2 separate regions of the Anas platyrhynchos genome follow, and region 2 is linked to region 1. The links are chromatin contacts, called in public Hi-C maps. All regions are on one chromosome and are shown on one strand. The core of a region is the stretch at or near the end of the contact, and the rest is flanking DNA. Distances in the headings are between cores, read along the strand shown.

Region 1 (2,700 bases), core at 177-2,676:
TGCACTTTCTGGGTGGAGGCTTGGCACCAGGCAGAAAGGTGATGTGAGGGGAGGGTGCTAGCAAGGTATGTGGCAGAGCAGGCTCCGTCTCTCACCCCTGGGAAAGTCATCCTGGCGCCCTTTCACTAAGTCACCCGATGGGCACATCCCCATTCGTGTTTTGGCGTGGATCAAGGGCACACTTTCGGGGCGAGTCTCCAGATCATCCTCCCTTAACCATGTTTTGGTTTACCCTGCAGTGATGTGTACACAAAGAGGATGCTGTTCAGATGAGACTAAACAAGAAGACAGGTTTTGGAAGGGCATCTAATGAGTCTTGAGTGCTAGAGTGAATCAGAAGACACATGAATATCCATCAGGTCTTTGAACACCAACCGGTTTGCTGCACAGATTGGGTCAGGCTGATCCACAACAGTTGCTAATACAGATGTAGGCTTTGTGGATGTAGCTGGGGGTGGGGGGGGAGGCATGGCTATTTTGGAGGTATGCCTTTATTGTCTGCCTTGTGAAGCACATCACCGCATAGCTTCCAGCACTGAACCTATAAGTAACCTACTTCTTTTATTTGAAGCACTTTTCCTCAAAGAATATGCTAGAGTGGAAAACTAGCTCTTGCTATGTACTTCCCCATCCATTTTTTATCCCTTGAGAAAACACACATTTTCAGTAGTGTTCTGATTTTAAGACTTTGCATTACAGGGAAAAAATGGAGAATCTTTTTTTTTTTTTAAATCCAATAAAGTGGCTTTATAATTTAATTCCCAACATGACTGTTGTTACTATTAAATGGTGTAAATACAGACTGAGCGCAATAAACCTCACTTCCATTTAGCATTAATAATATTAATGATCAGTACTTAAATCACACGCCATGTTCCCGGACTGTAAAAGAAACATTACCAAAGAGATTTTGCGCGTCTGGTGCCGCCATAAATTAAACGCGGCATAAAATTGTCTTCTGTCTGCGGGAATTTGTTCAAGCTGCGGGGAGGAGAGGAAGGAGCAGGAGGAGGAAATCTCCGTCTCCCAGCGGCTCTGCCCGCACCATCCCTCCCCAAAAGTTTCCCACTTGAGGCGGTGGGAAGGGAAGGGAGCGGGGCTCCCCTCTCCGCCTGGCCCTGGCGCAGCCGGGCTGAGCTGCTTGGTACTCCGCTCACATTTGCTCTCGCCTCCCAAAACTGTTGCGATCAAAACGCTGGATCAGCAGCAGCTCGCACGCACACGCCATCGGCAGATTTCCCCATTTTTTTTTTTTTTCCCCCATCTAAGGGCTGCAGCCTCCCTTTTTTGACACCCTCCCACCCCTCTGGCTTTTTCCCCCTCGCCCCCCGGCTCCAGCGCCCCGCTCACCCCGGGGGAGGGCTGGGGGAGCCGGGACCCCCCCGGGCCGGCCCCACGGAGCCGGGACCCTCCAGTTCCTCCCGGGGAGGGCTCGGGGAGGCTCCCCCCGACCCCCCGACCCCTCGCCCCCGGCCCCGATCGCGGCGGGTCCCGCCCGGGGAGGCGGCGGCGGGGGAAGTGGGAGGAGAGGCGGCGGAGCGCCTTGCCTCCCGAGGCATCAGACGTGGGGAAAGGGAGGGGAGAGAGGGAGAGAAAGAGAGAAACGCGCCGAGGAAGGCAGGGAAGGACTGGGGAGGCCGGGCTGGGGAGGGTCCCGCTCCCTCCCGTGTCCGGAGGACCAAGGGGACAGTCGCTTTGGGGCGGCCACCCCCGCGCCCCCCCCTCCTCGGCGGGGCTCTCCCATGTGCTGCCGGCACCGGCCTGCGAGTAAGTACCCGGCTGCCCCCGGAGCCCCGGGATCCCCTTCCTTTCCCCCACCGCCTTCTTTCCCCTTCCCTTCCCCGCAGCGACACCCGGCTGCATCCCCTCCCCGTCCCAGCGGACCCCCCGGTCCCCCTTCCCCTCCTGCCCTCCCAACCCCACACCTTCCCGCATCCCTTCCCCTCCTCGCCCCCCGTCTTTCCCGGATCCCCCAGCCGCTCCGGACCTCTCTCCCTTCCCCTCTCCCCTCTCTGTCCTCCTGCTCCCCCCCGGACCCCCCTGCAGCCCTGCCAGCCCCTCGCCCCCCTCCCGCCCCGCAGCCTTCCCCTCGCATCACCCCGGCGAGTTTCGCTTCCCGGCCCCCGCCTTCCCTCGGCCCCCCCCCCCCCCCCCAGCTCTCCACCGCCCCCTCCTGCTTTAGGGCTGGGGTTTTGGGGCCAAATTGGCGAGTCCCGCTCCCCAGAGAGAGTCCCGGGCGTTGGCTGGCAGCCCGCGGGAGGTGGGGGGTCCTGCTGGGGGATTTGTAGGGTCCTGCTGGATTTGTAGGGTCCTGCCACTGGAAGCCTCCATGTTGTCCCCTATTTCCAGCCGTGTCTCCTCTGCCGGTTGAGGGAACGCTTTCCCCGCGTGCCGTGACCCACTTTGCCATAGCCGCTTGGTGCCACGCCAAGGCACGGGCGGATCCTTCCCCGAGAAGATGCCTCTGGAGGGATGGGGGCAGCCCGTGCCCTCCGCCAAGTTTCTGTCCCTCGGGGTTTGGGGCTTTTGCAGGTTGGGAGGCATTTCTGCAGATGGGCTACGTCTGCGAGGAGGTAGGCGTGTGCTTCTTGGGAAGCGGCACAGGCCTTTGCCAACGTTAGGGAAAAGACTTCTTTTTCGCCGTGTTGTAAAAGTAAACAAAACTTTTGTGCGGTGCACATGCTTAATTTCACTTCCAGA
Region 2 (2,700 bases), core at 38-2,537, 260 kb after region 1:
AGCACTTGGGAAGAAAAAAAAAAATAATCACCCAAGTTGTAACATTTGTTTTAAAGCCATGGGGATAGAGGGCAGGCAGTAGTACAACAGAGATTAATGATAGCAACTCAATAAATAAATAAATAAAGATATTGCCATTGTGTGTCACTCAACAGCACCGATTATTGTCAGAGAAAGCAGAACTTCTCCAGAGTTTCCACCTCTCCTAGCTGGGCTGGGATCCAGTGGGAGAACAGAGTTGGGGCAGATTTCATTTGAAAGACAACTTATTTATTAGCCAGGCATAAAATCCTATTAAAAAGAGAAGAATTTCCATGATTAAGCTGCAGTATTCATTTTCAAGTTTTCTGCCAAAAAAATTAGGCTGTTTTGCATAAGATGAAACCATAATTTTGGATGGGACCTTGAGCAGGAGGTGGGGCATGTGCTGTGTTCCCTGGAAGAAGTCCCAAGAGGCACTTTGACTTGAGAGACGGAAGAGTCTTTCCCTGCCAACAATTTTTTTTTTTTTTTCTGGGTTAAACTAACAGCACCCGATGGGAATGTCTGCTTCCTTGCAGAGCATGGGCATGTGCAGTGTTGGATATGATTTTTGTCACCCCCTTTCTGCTCATTTGGTGACACTGTTCTGGCTAAAATAAGGTGATGAGTCTTGGTATGCCAGTACTGCTGAGAAATGGGGGGCAGGGAGTGAGCCTAAGTACTGGACCCCAACTCTGCTGAAATTTTTGTTTGCTTGCTAGCTCTCCACCAGGCTTTTGTTTCAAGACAAAGCTCATGCATACTTCTGGGGACAGTTTTTTTTTTTTCCAGCAACAGCTTCCAGAAGGCACCATGGGTGAACTCAACCCTACCCCAGAAAGCTGTGACCCCTCCAACGTGGGCATATGGCCTCATGCCACACATAGGTGGCCTCCTAGCCAGGAGGTTCTTGCCAGAAAATAGCTGATAGATCTGTCAGGCACAATGCAGTGGATGAGAGGTCTCACCTGGAAGTTCTCACTGCGGAGAGCCTCTCTGTGTTGTGACATGCAACATTCACCCAAGCTGAAGTAGAGTCCAGTTTTGAAATGTAAACGGACCAAACTTCTTCCCCTTGAGTCCTTGCATGGCAGAACCCCTACAAATGTGTACCCACACGGTGTGTCAGCCTTTCCCTTTTTGATGTGCATCTTCCCTTGCAGCAGGCATGCTGTCAGTCACTGCATCACAGCTGCAGAGTCCCTGCCAAGGGGGAAGTGTCTTCTGCAGATTGCTTCATTCAGTCATAAAGCACTCATATGACCATCTCACAAGATATTTTAGCTGAAACAAACCCAGCAAGAATTGTCATGTGGAGATGATTAGGTTTTAACTCTGCAGTGCCGTGACCTTTCCGCTGATAGGGAACTGCCCAGAAGGATTTTCCTGGGAATCAATTTTCCTCCTTAATGTTGCTAATAGCATATATTGATAATAAAGGTTATCCTGGATGCCTCTAAACAAAAATGGCATGCCCCTGCTGTGGTTCACTTGCAAAAAAAAAATGGCCCAAATACCTTTCTCTAGATCTAAGGACTGAAAGAGAAATACAATATGCAAAATAATTATTATAATCCATCAATTTTGCAGGAACAAAGCAGAACAACAAACAATTACGATAGTAAATTGAATCGTAAAATGGCAACATGCCAAGCTGTATATCAGTTGGGTCTTTTCACTTGTCTGTTGGCAAAATAAAGAGGATTAGGGGGATGACTCATCTGGTGATTGGAAAATCTACTTTAAAGTTGCAAAGAAATTCAAGCAACGGCATTTAATAAGCAGTAACTCGCTGCTGAGCAGAAGCTTCTGTTCACTTACAGCTCCTCTCCCCAGCTTGTAAACTGTGAATGCTCTGGGGCAGCAGAAGCAGCCCAGCCCTGATGCCAGTCCCCTGTCACCAGGTTGTGCCTGCTCGTGCTTTCTGCAGTCCTCGTGAGCGGGGTCAACAGCAACAACAAAAGCAGCCTGTTTGCACGGGGGGAAATCCTGTTTCTGCTGTAGCTGTCAGTGACAATTTTATTGCTGACTGCAGTACAGTTGGGATTTTACTCTTTTCTTTGGGGTCTTCCTTCTATATCAGGTCTGGATTCCTCCAGTATCGAGGCTGGATTCATAACTGGGCAAAGCCAGCAGTGCCGTGGAGCTCCCATCAAAGTGTCTGCGCCTCATCTCTTCTCCACCCCGGGCTCGTTCAGCCCAAGCTGCTGCTTTGTCTTCATCTTGCAAAACTCCAGGGTCACCAGACACTTCAGTAAAACTGGAGCTGCACTCCTCTCAGCAGTCTGGTGAGGGTGTAGATAACAGGTTTGCGTACGTGCTACATGGTTATGCCTCCACTGTGCATAATTGCGCTGTGTTGGTGTTTGGCAAGTGCCATCTGGTTTTCATTTTCCTTCACAGTATAATTCATCACCTCCACCCCCACAGATTTACACTGCAACTGCCTTTCTGCTTTCAAGACAATTTCAGCTACACGGAGTGTGTTTTGATTTATTTTAACTGAACCCAACAGACACTACCATCAAATCATTCTCCTTTAAATTAAAATGAATTTGATTTGCAAATTTTAGCAAGATAGGACTACTACTCGTAAAATCCTAACAGATAAAATAATAAGATGCTAAGGAGACGAAAGGACCAACCATAAAACAAACTCTGCTCATCAGCAAAATATTT

What was found. A called contact is a pair of places that touch in the nucleus more often than the background predicts.
Region 2: a Hi-C map of subcutaneous adipose tissue shows a contact between it and region 1, with 1.5 times the contacts expected there. The contact joins the enhancer-like site here to the promoter of LHFPL6 in region 1. A contact is called at or near these places in 3 of 8 Hi-C or Micro-C datasets (skeletal muscle and subcutaneous adipose tissue).

The regions. Positions count from the first base shown.
Region 1 is chr1:180,314,428-180,317,127 of IASCAAS_PekinDuck_T2T, forward strand. LHFPL6 (LHFPL tetraspan subfamily member 6) reads left to right here and starts at 1,427. Exons shown (of 4, transcript XM_027470840.3): 1 at 1,427-1,767.
Region 2 is chr1:180,571,749-180,574,448 of IASCAAS_PekinDuck_T2T, forward strand. No RefSeq gene overlaps it. Among named protein-coding and RNA genes, the nearest start is that of PROSER1, 17 kb to the right of the region's middle. Within about 2 kb of position 1,288, at least 3 of the 8 cell types and tissues checked have an H3K27ac peak or open chromatin away from gene starts, as enhancers often do. A contact at or near this core is called in subcutaneous adipose tissue, where this site is marked.